2 separate regions of the Mus musculus genome follow, and region 2 is linked to region 1. A link is a contact called in public Hi-C data. All regions are on one chromosome and are shown on one strand. Each heading gives the region's core, a stretch centred on a gene start, on an enhancer-like site or on the middle of the called end of the contact. The rest is flanking DNA. Distances are from core to core; before and after follow the strand shown. Region 1 has its middle 180 kb from the start of Sox5os3. Region 2 has its middle 28 kb from the start of Sox5os3.

Evidence for each region. A called contact is a pair of places that touch in the nucleus more often than the background predicts.
Region 2: a Hi-C map of liver shows a contact between it and region 1, with 4 times the contacts expected there. The contact joins two enhancer-like sites. A contact is called at or near these places in 4 of 484 Hi-C or Micro-C datasets (embryonic fibroblasts and liver) and 2 of 115 datasets of contacts at active chromatin or transcription factors (CD8 T cells and neural progenitor cells).

What each region holds. Positions count from the first base shown.
Region 1 is chr6:144,487,566-144,495,024 of GRCm38.p6, forward strand. It overlaps a transcript of Sox5 not described here. Among named protein-coding and RNA genes, the nearest start is that of Sox5os3, 180 kb to the right of the region's middle. Within about 2 kb of position 4,651, at least 7 of the 459 cell types and tissues checked have an H3K27ac peak or open chromatin away from gene starts, as enhancers often do. A contact at or near this core is called in liver, where this site is marked.
Region 2 is chr6:144,640,835-144,648,293 of GRCm38.p6, forward strand. It overlaps a transcript of Sox5 not described here. Among named protein-coding and RNA genes, the nearest start is that of Sox5os3, 28 kb to the right of the region's middle. Within about 2 kb of position 3,002, at least 15 of the 459 cell types and tissues checked have an H3K27ac peak or open chromatin away from gene starts, as enhancers often do. A contact at or near this core is called in liver, where this site is marked.

The DNA.
Region 1 (7,459 bases), core at 3,401-5,900:
AGTTACAAGTCACCCAGTATGAGTGCTGGGGATCAAACTAAGGTCCTCTGAAAAAGTGGGAAAACTTTTCACCAGTGAGCCATGTCTCTAACCCACAAAAAAGTTCTAGAAAGGTTGACATTTGCTTTGAGTTTAACAGCTCTCAAGCTCACTTTACCCTGCACCTCTCTAATCCACAGGGTTGTTTTTATTTTTCCTTCTTTTTATTGTATTTTCTTGTTTGCTTGCACACGCATCTACCCACTGAACCATCCCACCAGATTGGTATTTGCTTTGCAAGGGTCTTTCACCGACCTAGATTGGGCAGATCTAGCACTATTCTAACATAGCCCCCAGCTACAAAGGCCTTTGCTACTTGCAGTTTCTCCTGGCCACATAGCTCTGTTCCACCTTTGTTTTCTCCCCCTCTCCTGTCTGTCCTCTCTCCTTCTTCTTCTCCTCCTCCTATGCGCTTCCACTCTCCAAGACCTCCTATCCTAGCTTTGCCTTCAACTGTTCAATCATAGGTTCTAGCCTTTATTTGACCAGTTAAAATGAGGAAAAGATTCACCTGAGTGTATATATGATCAACTGCTCGTTGTGGGGGCAGCCCCCCTTGAGGAAGCAGAATTAATATCAGAATTCAAACAGCATCAGGGCAACCCACAACAGTTCCCCCTTTTTGTCCAATAAAAAGGCTCTTTTCTTTCTGATATAAATTGAGCACAGCCATAACAATTATGCAGTCATACATATAGTATGATATACTCTTAACATACAATCCATCATATTTGTCAATTTAGGTAAAGTACTTTACAATCTAACCTAACCTGACGAGTTTACAATTCTGTGCCTGATGTGTTCATGTGTAACTTTTATTCCCATCTGAAACATATCCTTACCAATCTAGATCATCTTCCTTAACGCTAAACAACTTAAGTGTGATTATGAGACTATAACTAGTCTTCAATCCCATCAGAGATCTGAGAAGAGATTAAATATTACCCGGATATGTAGGAATCACAAAGACACATCCTCCAAAACTATACCATTTGTAGAGAAAGCTGACTGCCTGGACGGACATCTAATCTCTTGGACGTTGGAACATCTGTCTTTTGTCTTCTGGCCCAGAACCATCTGACACACCTTAACTGAAACAGGAATTATGAAGGACTAGCTTACCCTGTATTGACAGAGCTTAGCAACTGACCATCCTAAATTGGTTTGTCCTTTTTGGACAGTATTTTTGTCTGCAGGGGCATTAGGGCAATTCTTTTTCCCGTAGCTACCTTGCCACAATCAAAGCAACTCTGTCTGGAATGGGTCTCTTAGCTGGAGAATAAGTCAGTTCAGTGCTAGATCTGCCCAATCTAGACACATAGCTTATAGATATAATAGCTGGATTGTGTGTTCTTATTTGGGCTGGAAATTATTGCAACAGGCCTATCAAGCATACTTTAGAACTAAGTATACTTCATTTTAATTAGCCTGTCGGGGTCATTTCACAGTTGCGGTCACTCACTCCTATTTCTGAGGTATTTGGTTATGGAAGTGATGAGAGAAAGAGGGAGAGAAAGGCTAGAAGAGGTTTTTAAAAATTCAATGATGCACACATCATATATAGATATTTAACTATTTCTTTAATGTTCTGACATTATAATTACATCATTTCCCTTCTCCCTCCTTCCATATATTCCTTTCTGCTCTCTTTCAAATTCATAGATTCTCTTTTCACTCATTGTTGTTAATTACATATATGCACATACATATATAAGAGGAAACCATGCCTGGTATAGGAAGCATAGCCAACTACAAAGGGCTCATGAATTCACAGTTCTTGGAGGAGAACCTACAAGCACCACGTCCCTAAAACAGCATAATTCTTAACTTCATTCTAAATACATGTCCTTATTTGTACCCACAGACAGGTGTAGTCCTCACCCTCATCAAGAAAATCTCTCTGTGCATTTATCTTTGAACACCTGAACACAAAAGTTCCCAACAAGGGGGTAACTGATTCCATTAAAGAACAAGAAAGGCTGTATAGAGATAGAAACTCTAGGAGGTGGTGAAGGGTTTAAACTGGTGGTTACATCATTAGGTCATGATCCTCATGAGCTCTGAAACCAGTGGCCCAGAAGGCAGGATCCAGAAGGAGGAATCCAGAAGGAGGTACCCAGAAGGCAGGATCCAGAAGGCGGGACCCAGAAGGCAGGACTCAGAATTTCTGTTTCACGCTGCACAACTGTTTAACTCTTACTATTTGTTCATAGTTCATGAATGACCAAGGCAAACTTAAATGCAGGCGATGCTGGGGAAATCTGCTGTGCAAATCACAACTGCCAAGCACAGCCTGGGAGGCCAGCATCCCCAGATTTACTACTGAACAACTCCAGAATAAACTCACAGGAGCACAGGAGCCTGTGGTCTTCCCAAGTACACTTCAAGTCCATGGAAAATGTTAAACAGCTTCAGTTCTTCTGGAGTTTTTCCTAAATACCAAACCAGAAAGGAGACTCTAGATAAGTCTAGAATCTGTATAAGAATTCACAGTCTGTATAAGAATACAAAACACTACGCAGAGACCACTACACTGATGCATGAAATTTTAAAAAGAATGTACAGTGTTGTTGTTGGTGTTGTTGTTGTTTTAAAGTGAAAGATGCAGGTTCATTCAAAGAAAGCCAGTGTGAGATGCAAAAGAGTGATTTTAAACGTGGAGGTGGTTCAGCTTGGCCCTGTCCCTTCAGTTGTCATTCTTAGGATCATTTCTCTGTCACTTTCAGTCCTAAAGAAAGATAGGACACCAAGCCTGGCCCATTCATATGAGTCTCTAAGGACTCTGCTCAGTGGTTCATATGTTATTTCTTTTGGTGCAAAGAGGCTCTTAATTATAAATAATTGCTGACAAACGCAGCCAGTCTTGAGCAGCTCTGATTAATCTGCTGACTCACTTTGTCATCTGACATTTTAAAAGTATCAAACTAACTCTTCTATTACTTCTAAGTCAACATTATTTTCAGTCGATGAGGAAATGGAAAGCCTTAGTCAAAGACCTGAGCATCAGCTGTCATTTTCCACTAGCGTTGTTAATGTGTTTCTCTCTGGGTTCCGAAATTCAAATGCACTAGTAAGGTTCCCCAGGTGAATTACATGCACAGAAGAGAAGGCTAATAATCTTATGTTAGTCCCAGATGAATACTATGTTTATGTGAAGCATGGAGACCTGCCAGCATTGTCAGATATGTTTATAATTTCCTGATGAGCCAAAAACATCATAAAGGGTGGAGCCCATTTGGTTTTAACATCCTCTTGGAATTTTCCCCATAGTATTTTTATTGAAGATGTTCTGTTGAGTTAGTAAGACTAAGCTGGAGGTCTATCAAAAGGAAATTTCCATCACAAGAAAAGATGATCCTTATAAAAGATCCTGAAAGGGGTTTGCAGCAATAGCTCCGCAGTTACTAGCACTGGCCGCTCTTCCAGAGGACGCCAACCAGTTCCCGGTTCCCACATGGTACCTAACAATAGAGATGCCATATGTAATCCCAGTTCCAGAGGGTCTGACACCCTCTTCTGGCCTCCTAGGGCACTGCACCTACATGATGCACAACACACACACACACACACACACACACACACACACACACACCATAAAATAAAAGCAAACCTTTAAAGATCCTGAAAGAAAGAGTAATAGAAGTTTTAAAGAAAGCCAGAAACACTATGCCGTACAGAAAATATCACACAAGTTAATACTTAAGGATCAAAAAATGCAGGTGCCTAGAATGGCCTCTGCAGACTGCATATCTCCAGAGGATTCTAGAAGGAACTGTGTGGCGAGGCAGGCACTTGCACAGTGTGCAGGATCAGGAGCCCGAGTGTGAACAACTGGCAGGGGAGTGCTCTCCGTTTTCAGATGACGACTGAGGTCTGCATTTCAGGAGGTCATTGGATAAAGCTGTGGTCTTTCAATCCCGTTAATTATTATGTTTTCAGAGTAATGAGCGTGTCACACTACAGGTGGGAGACCTTTTAAAATCGACATCAATCATATTCAGTATTTTGTTTTGGTGAGGCTTTTTTTTTTAAAGCACCACCCACATTAAAATGTAAAAGTGTACAGCTCAGAGGTCTCATTAACGTTGCACAATTTAGAGAGTGGATTTGTCAACAAAATAGCTCATTCTCAGAGGCCATTGAACACTGAAGGGATAAAATGCCTTAAAAAACAAAACAAAACAAAACAAAACAAAACTGTATATTGCAGGACAATCTTTGATTACCTAGAACTCACTTGACAATTTGCAATACATTGGTATTTTCCTTTTCAAGCCATAAAGCATTTTACGTTTCTGCATTAGGGTAACCAAAGGGCAGGCGTGGGCAGGGAGGCATGGTTGGGGGTGGGGCGGTGGCACGGGGGTGAGGCTGTGGCATGGGTGGTATGTGATTAAAACAAAGGGGTCGCTTTGCAGGTAGAAGAAAAAGAGATCGAAAACACCAGTAACCCCAAAGAATCACAAATCATTAACTGGCTTTAGTGGTTAAAGCAAATAACTGTAAATGTCATGACTATTGAAAGAATTCAAACTCTAGAGGAGATGAGAAAACAGGCCTGGCCAACGGTGTGGCTGGCCGCCTTCCCCATCCTCCTCCACAAACACTGGGTTTGAAGTACCTGTGGGAAACTACATTTTCCTGTTGTTTGCGGTGGCCTGTGTCTGCAGGCTGTTGTTCAACTCAGGCTTTTTCTGACTGCTGTTAATTTGTTGAAAAGGGTGTTTTAACATGAAGCATTTTAAACATGCATAAATAAAATATCCATCATTTTCTACGTCTCAAATTCTTTCGCTCCCAGTCAATCTTGTGGCAGCGTCTCACAGCCTTTATCACATTCCTTTGACAAAAAGCCTACTGGGAAGAATGCTTAGTTTATTTTATCATGTTTCATTCTCAGTGTGCAAAATTTTACAAGTATCTGGAACTATTAACCTAATTTTGAAATGCAGATTAGCTTAATTTTCAATACTTACAACACACATCTCCTACCTAAAATATGTGTTACCACTAGGGAAATAAATTTTAAAATCATTTACACAGTGATTTTGAAGTTTGTTAACGTCCTTACAGTGAAACTCAAGCTAACCCTACCAGGGCCTACCTTGGTGAGAAATATACCTGAATCAGCTTTTCTTCTACCCCTACCATCTCACTCCCACCTCGACCACAGCCATTGGTTTATCTTCAAGGCCACTCCCACCTCAACCACAGCCATTGGTTGATCTTCAAGGCCACCCCCACCTTGACCACAGCCATTGGTTTATCTTCAAGGCCACTCCCACCTCGACCACAGCCATTGGTTGATCTTCAAGGCCACCCCCACCTTGACCACAGCCATTGGTTGATCTTCAAGGCCACTCCTACCTTGACCACAGCCATTGGTTGATCTTCAAGGCCACTCCCACCTCAACCATAGCCATTCGTTGATTTTCAAGGCCTCTCCCACCTCGACCATAGCCATTGGTTGATCTTCAAGGCCACTCCCACCTCAGTTCACAGAGTTTTCTCCTGCTTTTCTTTAGAGTTTCACAATCTACAATGCTTTCTTGAACAGTATACTTTGATTGCTCTAGGATCATCTTGGATATACTCTCATGAATCTTGCATTTTTCCCTTAACCAATATTAATTATACTAATATTTTTACTTTTACCCCATTTAGATTTTGTTGGGTGACATCTGTGATTGTCTATCTTGGCAATTATTTAGGAAGTAGAAGCATTCTCCTGTGTAATATTCTTTATTATTATTATTATCATGTGTGTACGTGCACACATGTGAGCATGTGTGTATGTGTGTGTGGTGTTTATTCGCCTGTATATGTGTGTTGGCATTCATGTGTCAGATTTGATAGGCGTACATAGCCCTGCGACACTAAGAGAAGATATTGGGTAATCTCCTCAATGACTCCCCATTTGTGTTTATTGATGAACCCAGAGCTTCCCTGGAGACCCCATCTCTGCCTCTGAAGTTACAAGTGGCCACCATGCCTGCCTAGCTTTTAATATGGTTTCTGGGGATCTGAACTCCAGACCTAACACTTGCAAGGCAAGTACTTTATCAATGAAGCCATCCCCTTGCCCCAAAACACTTTTTCATAGCTGGAAATTTATCTAAAGTGACATTGGATTTCTTTCCTTGCCGGCTGCATGCTGGGCTGTATCAAATGTGGATCCTTGAGTCATGGTCGGTAACTAACTGTAGGTACTTTGTAAGTTAAGCCTGCCTCCCCTTGCTCTCTTCTTTGATTCTTTTCAAGACATTTCTGACAAATGAAAAGTAAAGCAGGCTGTGTGTGGCCTCTTTGGCTTCGTGGATCTACCTCAGATTATTCTCTTAGAGTCTTGGATAGCAGACTTAGTGTTTTGCCTCTTATACTCAGGTTCTGAACAAGCAAAAATTGACATCTTAAAGAGACAGGTTATCACTAAATTGCCCAGGCTGCCTTGAACTCTTGGCTCAAGAGATTCTCCTAACTCGGCCTCTCGGGTTTCTGACCTTAAGGACCCAGGCAACGATACTGACATTTGTCTGCACGGTAGAAGGCAGAAGCCACTGTTGGTTTCCAAAATGCATGCTAAATGTTCACAGTTAACATGTCACTCATATAGCCTTGGAATCTTAAACTTATCATAAACTTTTATTTCTACGTGACTGGCTCTTTCCATCTATAAATGTAGTCTATCTCACCACTCACATTGGCTTTGGAAAACATTATACCAACAGGCTGGAGGGATAGCTCAGTGGTTAAGGGTGCTTAAAATGATGACTAGAGTTCGGATCGCAGACAACCTGCGCACCCTGCAAAGGGCTGAACCTCCAGATCCAACAGATTCAGTTTCCTCTTCTGAACTTTGGGTGGTCCCAATAAAACAAAACCTTAAACAGGGAAATAATCATACTATATATCTCGTAGTACTAGGAACATAACAACTGTTACTCACATACAAACATACAGTTAGTTCTGTGACTATATGCATCCGCCTTGGCTAACTTTTAGATTAACACATCATTTGCCAGCAGCGGCAATCCTAAGGTGTTTGTCACGTTTTACTTTATTGGCTATAATTTCCACAAATAATAATAATGATAATAACAGTGAATAGTAAGGCGATTGCAAGGAGTCACTCCGTGTTTTTGATCACTAAAGGAAAGCTGACAATAGGTGGCTCAACCATTTGTGTGTGCTAGAGATCTTATTTCATATCATAAGAAGTACCCCCCCCTCCAACTACAAACAGTTTTAGAGATAGAAGGCATAGAAGCAACATTTTACTAAGGATTTATGCTTAGTTTCTTGAAATGGTTATCTTCTGCATCACACTTCCCACTAGCAAGCAAGGCTTGGATTTCTGAGACAGCATGACTGCATACAACACATCATTCTTTCTGCATGTTGCTCAGTTCACTTTGCTGCC
Region 2 (7,459 bases), core at 1,752-4,251, 150 kb after region 1:
GCAATGGGAACTAAAACCCAGGTCTCCAAACCCTGGCCCAGAGCTCCTGAGTCTCCCGGGCAGCCCTCTAGGTTTCAGCTTCATGCAGACTAAGGCAGACACTAAGGTGACGCTATCAAACAGTGGCCAAGAAGACACAGATGAAGATGAGTAAATGACTATCTCTCAATTATACACTGGGTGGCTGGCCATGAGCCACACACAGGGCAGCCGTGTGCCACACATCAGGTAACTGTGTGCCACACACGTGGATGGCTGTGTGCCACATATCGTGTAGCCGTGTGCCACTCAGGGATCTCTTACAGCGATTCACTTGTTTTCTGAAACTCGGTCTCACCATGTGGCCACATTTCTCTGAATCTCACCATGTTGACCCAGCTAGCCTGGCACAGCAGGGTTCTCTGTTCATCCAGGGTTAGGCTTAGAGTAGTGTGTCACCATGTCTGGCCCATGCACTGCCTCATGGTAAACATCAGAACTCACGGTGTCTGAAGAAGATAGTCTGAAAGGTTTAGAAGATTGCTTAAGATCACAAGATAGCAAAGGACCAGAGTCAGGATTTAACGCCGGGGATGTCCCAGAAACAAAGCAAACTGCGGTTAGAGGCGTAAAAGTGAAATTCTCTCCATAATTTACTTGCTTTTCCCAGCCTCCCCCTTACTGGAGGCTCCAAACAGCCTTCCTTCACACATAGAAAATATGTAGGAGAATGGTAACCCTAGCCTATTCCATGTGTCCCCATCCCACAGTGCCTCACGCCATGTTATCTCTGGCTGTGAAGTCCCTCTTCCATCGATGTTCTTATCTCCCCCATGGTCATGATCCATTCCCCTCAGCGCTTATGAAATGAAACGCTTACTCAGCTTCCCTGGAAGTCATTAGCACTTTCAGGAAGCCTTCCCGCAGGACCCAGTGTCCTCCAGGGCAGTTGATTTGTCGTCCTCTGTTACTGCCTGAACTTTAAAACCACCTATGTACACAATGATTAAATGCATGATTTAATTTTATACATTGAATTTTCACATTCAAATATTTATAAGCCACCACTTCTTCACGCAGAGAGAGAGGCCTGCAGGTATGTGCGGATACATGTGTGTGTGTGAGCAGGCAGAGGCCAGAAGTCACTGTTGAATGCCTTCCTTAGTCAACGTCCCACTTGATTTCTTGGGGCAAAGCCTCTCACACTGAACTCAGATTTCACCAGTTTGGCAAGATCAGCAAGTTCCCAAGTGTTCTCCTGCCTCTGCCTCCACAGCTGGGATTGCAGGCATGCATATTTATAACCAGCTGCTGTGGGGTTATGAGTGAGTGCTAGGGAGCTGACCTCATGCTTGCAGGACACACAGGCTACTACTGACTACGTTATCTCCCCAGCCAGCAGTATCTGGGGAAAGCTCCTGGACAGTTGGTTACCTACCATGCCTATCCTGTTAGCAATGTACTTGAGACGGTTGTCACAGAAATCCTCAACTGCTACTCAATGGGAACCTTCTGGGGGGCTCTTGTGCTGTGACTGCCACGTTCTGACTTTCACAGGAACTTTCTGCTTCAGCCTGTTCCAGCAAAGGAACAGTTCCTATAAAGAGCAACCTCTTGACCCTGCATCGTAAAGAAGTGTGCCTAACCAATATTGATAGATCATTCATGTACATAGATTTGAATTGTCTGCAGGATTTAAAAGGTCACTTGAACCCTCCTGGGGATGGTAGACATCTCCACTCTCTTTACGAGTCCCCTTCAAAGTGTGAGATTACATCTGTGGGGGTATAGAATAAATACATACACTATGGTTAAGGTTTTTGATGGCTGAGATGTAGGGTTTTTGTGAGGATTAATTGGGTGCAATCTTTCATCTGCGTCTATTCAGCGTGTGTACCGTATATGAGCTATGCATCCAAGGACAGCTGCCATCCTATTTACAGCCCCATCTAAAAACAGCAACATTAAATCCATCTTCCATCTCTCTGAGGTCTTTGCAAGCGCAGAATCAACTCAGATGTTCTGTTTTAGAGCAAAATACATGAGGTGTGAATGTGTGTAACAGTAAAAGACTAACAGGCAGGGATGCACGCTGGTGGAAGTGGCCACCGGGGCTTGATAAAACATCCCTGCCTTTCCTAGTTCAGGAAGAGGCGAGGAAAAGAAACTAGAGAAAAACATCAGGGGGCAAATTAAAAAGGTGGGTCGCAGTGCCCACCCACCCCCATGCAGAAGGCTCAGAACCCAAATATTGATTTTTCAGGCCTTTTGATGCTGGCTGTGGAGACTTGGGACTAGACTGAAAGACGAATGACTGAGGTATGAGCTAACAGACCTCCCAAACCCTGCTCTGCAGCCCAGACTTCTTCAGGGTGAGTTAAAAGTGATCTTTCAGGTTGAGAAAGAGGGGAAAGCTGTGTGTTGGTTATCTGTTGGAACACTGCACATGAAACCCTTTAACGCAAACTCATGTAAATTTGATGACTATTATCAGAAGAGGCAAAACTCTTGATTTTATAACCAAACTATGACTAATCCTTCTGACTGATCCGAACAATCCTAGAACATTCATTCCAGGCATCAATCTTCCACTCCATGTCTCTGAGATACACACTCCTGTTTCACCAAGCCTCAAGTCCACTTTTCAAAAGTCAGCGTGAAAATCAGACATAGCAAGAAAAGAGAAGGCTGCTTCGTTGCCAGGATGGATGATCAAATTTGCTCTTTAAAAAACAAATAAACAACGAGTTTGCTCATCAGGTATTAAGACTGTTATTAAGCAAGCCACCCTTCCAAACACATTGGGAAGCCCGTGGGAAAGTGCCACTTTGAATTGTAGCCACGGCACAGGACATTGGAAGGCTACCAAGGTTTAAACATAAATGCTATGAATTCCTAGCTGTGTGGCCTCAAGGAAAATGCGACCATTCTGTGCTTTATCCACATAGTGACAAGGAACAGCAAGACAGTGTGTGTCAAGTTACTAGGACATGGTATGCCATGTGACAGACAAATATTGCCGGCCTGGCTCTCAGTGAGTTAATGATTAAAAGTCAGCTTCTTTTTCCCCCCTCAGGTGGAAATGAGATGGCAGAGTTCTGTAAAAGCTTCTGCAATGGAAATAACAAAGAATGGTTTATTTACTCTACGCTAGAACCTGAGCAAGTTACTTTACCTAAGTGAAAATACGCATGCATGTGATGCTCATGTATGTGTATATATGTAAGTACGTACGTGCATGCACACACATAACCATGCATTTGCTATTATACGTGAGTACATCGCCCTCCAACTGAAAACTGGAGTCTGGTCACACGGTCTGTCTTCTGGATTGTGCAGGGTCCGAAAGAGATAAGCCCGCCGGTATGACTCTGCCAGCACATCCCTCTATATTATTGTATTTATAACAAAGTAAACAAAGTGAGACATGCATCAGGATAACATCTAATCACACAGATCATACGCGTGCCACAGTTTGTCAGAAGATGGCTTAATGAAGGGGTAGAAACGCAGACAAGACTGATGCTTGCTACTGGAATGTTCATCTATTCCATGAGTAACATTGCTGAGATTGAAATTACTGCTTGTCATATTTTCATATGTGAAATTTGAATTGAGAAAAAAAAATCAATGACAGACCCAGAGGTGAGCGTACTACTGTCATTTTGCTAAGTGGACATGGTATCAAACTGCTCTCTACATTCATATCCCTATACTATACAGGGTAGCTCTCTGGCCCCATCAGGGAAACCTGTTTGTGTAGCAGATGGTGGTGATTACTGCAGAGACTCACAATTCACGGAAGTATAGAGAATGACTGAGTATGTGGTGTGTGTGTGTGTGTGTGTGTGTGTGTGTGTGTGTGTGTGTGATGTGCTGTGGGTGGGTGGGGGTGCTTAGCCAGCACAGGGCCTCCACCAAGGCTCAGGGACCATCTGAGGAGACAGAAAGACTGAAATAGCTGGAGGTCAGGGAGGACCAGAGCAAAACATCGTCCTCTGGATGTGAGCAGGCAGCTGTACTCAGGGTCTCACAGCAGCTGTGGCTGTTGCACAAGAAGAGCAAGCCAGTAGATGCTAGCTGCAGTTCCATGCTAGAACTGCAGGGGGCCCTTGGATCCCTACTCCTAACTGAAGATCTGCGGACATTGCTGGCTGCTGGGACGGGAGAGCTGTTTTCTTTAAGGGTGTGGGTCCTGTTAGGCCTACCATGTTCCATTGACTGGCCCCACGTCCAGAAGTATATTGGCAGTGTAAGTTGGAGTGGATGGCTATTAAATTAAAAACAAAAAGGAAGGGGAAGGACATGGGGTGGTTCTTTGAGGGGTTAATTTGAGGGTTAATATGATTAAAATGTATAAAATTCTCTAACAAATACAAATATTTATTTTAAAAAAATCAGTGTGATTTCCCCCATTATCTGAACCCATTGGCAGATCTGTTAGTGTGTGTGTTACTCTGAAATTTGCATTATCATCAACCATTGAATTACTGAAGGGCATCTTCAAGGCTCAGTGTAGTATACACCAATAATCTGTTGAAACAAATGCCCAAAGTTGGAGAACTGACAATGTAGAAAGTGCACGTCTCTGAAAGAAATAGGATTCACAGTCTTTGTCGTCAGATGCCCAAAAGTCAAGTCTTTCTCATTATTAACCCTGAGCATTTGCTGACTGGTGGAGCTTCCAAAGAGTCTCTCTTCAAATGGTTATAAGGCACTTGAGTACTTATAAAACATGGCCCATCCACACCTTTATTATTGCTGAGACAATCGTGCATTTTCAAAACTAGCATAAAGATGTAACCACTGCCACATTATACTTAAGGAGATTCCAAATCCGTCTGTTTTTCTGGATGAGTATGCTTATTAAAGTTAAGCACATGGATAAAATTAAAATAAATATCAACTATATGAAATTAGAGTAAGATTAAAAACTATGGGAGACACTGCCCAGTTACCTTTTTGTGCTGAGGACAGGGCTATGTCATGTTGCCACCAACAAGTTGTAGGAGTTACAAAGTCCTTTTCCAGTATTTCAGTTTGCATTACTGAGAAATAACCAAGGAAGTCTTTGTGTGACTGCAGAGGGATCCGTCTTGCATGTAACTTATTTCCAGTGACAATCACAAAGTGAAACTGGATAAACATCGCCAGTGGCTGCCTTGCCTATGCCAAGACATCGAGCAGGATGGTGAAGCCTTGCTTCCGGTCAGCCTGCCAAAGTTCTGAGCTCAAGACCTCACCATGAAAAGTTGAAAATAGCCAACTGAATACATCAGAAGGTCCTTTATGTATGAGAGTGCCATAAAACTGTTATCATTTTATATTGGAATTAAATCAAAATTTGACTCTGTGATAGAAGAGAATGTCACAGTATACCCTGTGGTGTATAACTGGTGCTGTGTTTTGCGTGTGATGGAAGACTTTGGCCTCCACGTGGACGTGTTGGTTTGGGGAGTTGAAGCTGCTCGTGGAGCTGTGACTGAGTTATGAGTTTGCATGATTTCAACCTTCCCTCTTCTCTCTCTCCTGCCATCCCATTCTCCCCTCCTCCTTCCCTCCCCCCTGTCCCCTCCTCCTTCCCTCTTCTGCTCTCCCCTCCTCCTTCCCTTCCCCTCTCTCTTTCCTGTCCTTCCCTTATCCCTTCCTCTGGTTTTCTCTTTCTTTCTTCTTTTTCATGAGTCAGAATCTCTCGATTTTAGCTTCAAGCTGTCCTTCACCTCAGAGCTCCTGCCTCTCCCTCCCAAGTGCCAAGTTTACTAACTGGCTTGTATTTTTTTAATTCTTCTATAATGATTCAGATGGTGAGTGTTTAGAAATCCTTCTTGAAGATTACGCATGTGCTTCAAAATGGAAGAGTAAGTGAGAAACGCAGATCTCTGAGAACAGAACACTAAGCCACAAAACACAGAAGCAAACTGTTCTGGTATCAGTTTAAGGCACACCCAGCAGATAGCAGGGGTTGAGAACTGACCAGATGGTTCTCAGATGGTAAAAAATGAGCAATCACAAAGTTGGCAACTACCTGCCCACTCCTCAATCAATGTATCCTAGCCATATACACTACCCTCCTACTCCTTAATCAGTGTATCCTAGCTGTATACACTACCCTCCTACTCCTTAGTCAGTGTATCCTATTTGTATACAGTACCCTCCAACTCCTCAATCAGTGTATCCTAGCTGTATACATTACCTGCCCACTCCACAATCAGTGTATCCTAGCTGTATACATTACCTGCCCACTCTCTCTGCCAGTGTATCCTAGCTGTATACACTACCCTCCCAGTCCTCAATCAGTGTATCCTAGCTGTATACACTAGGATACCCGCCCACTCCTCACTTACCTGCTGTCAGGTAACTAAGGAGACTGCCATAGAAGCATAAGACTTGTTTTTAAGTAATTGATTTTGCTTAATAATGACTGCAGCATGCATGAAATATGATATTGATAACTTCGGCATTCTAAAGAGAAACCTTAAAGTGCATCTTCATGAAAGGATAAAATTCTTCCCATTTAATAAGGAAGGTTATAAAAATATTAGTGGAGGTTGCTAAACCTACAGCAAGTTATTGCTGCTAACTGTTTATTGTGTTTAACTTACAAATTAAATTCTATTACAGGTACTTCTGGATAGCCAAGGGAAACTGTGCCCACAGAGCTCAGAAAGAGCTACAGGTCCATGTGTCCACCTGGGTCCCAAGACATTCCCTGAGGATAAATTCTTACATATTTCTATGTAAGAAGAAATAGCTGAATATCCTAGTTGTATGCAAACCCTTGACTTGGACTAATCACATAATCGGAATGTATAAGGAATCCTTTAAAAAATAGTTGCCTGAAAACACAAGTTGGGTAACTCCTGTGTTTGTGTGTAGGTGGGTACATGTATGTGTTTGTATGTAGGTGGGGACATGTATGTGTTTGTGTGTAGGTGGAGACATGTATGTGTTTGTGTGTAGGTGGGGACATGTATGTGTTTGTGTGTAGGTGGGGACATGTATATGTTTTAGGAAATGGGACACCAGCTTTGGTGCCACTCCTCAGGGCCACCCCTCACTTATTTTTGGAGACAGGGTCTCTTACTGGGCCTTGGAGACTTGCTAATTTTGCTAGGCTATAAGCCCAGGATCCAGCCAGTCCCCCCCAACCCCCTATGCTCCACCCCCCACTCTCCCTCCACCTCCTCACCTTCCCCTCTCCAGATTTTTTTTTTTTTTTACTTAAAAGGAACAATGACTTCCTGAGAGAGTACTATATGCAAAGAGGTTTTAAAAATCTGGGGGTGTGGGGGAGATCATGTCTGCTGATCTTGAGCATAAAACAAACATTCCTCTCCGCCACCCTAAGCTGTATATGTGACAGTGGGCTGGCCTCCTCCTATCTTGTTTGGCATTTATGCAATCCTCCTGCATTCCACCAAATCTCCCTCCTCCCTAAGCACATGGAATTCCTGACTCCCCTTAAGTATGTACAAATTAC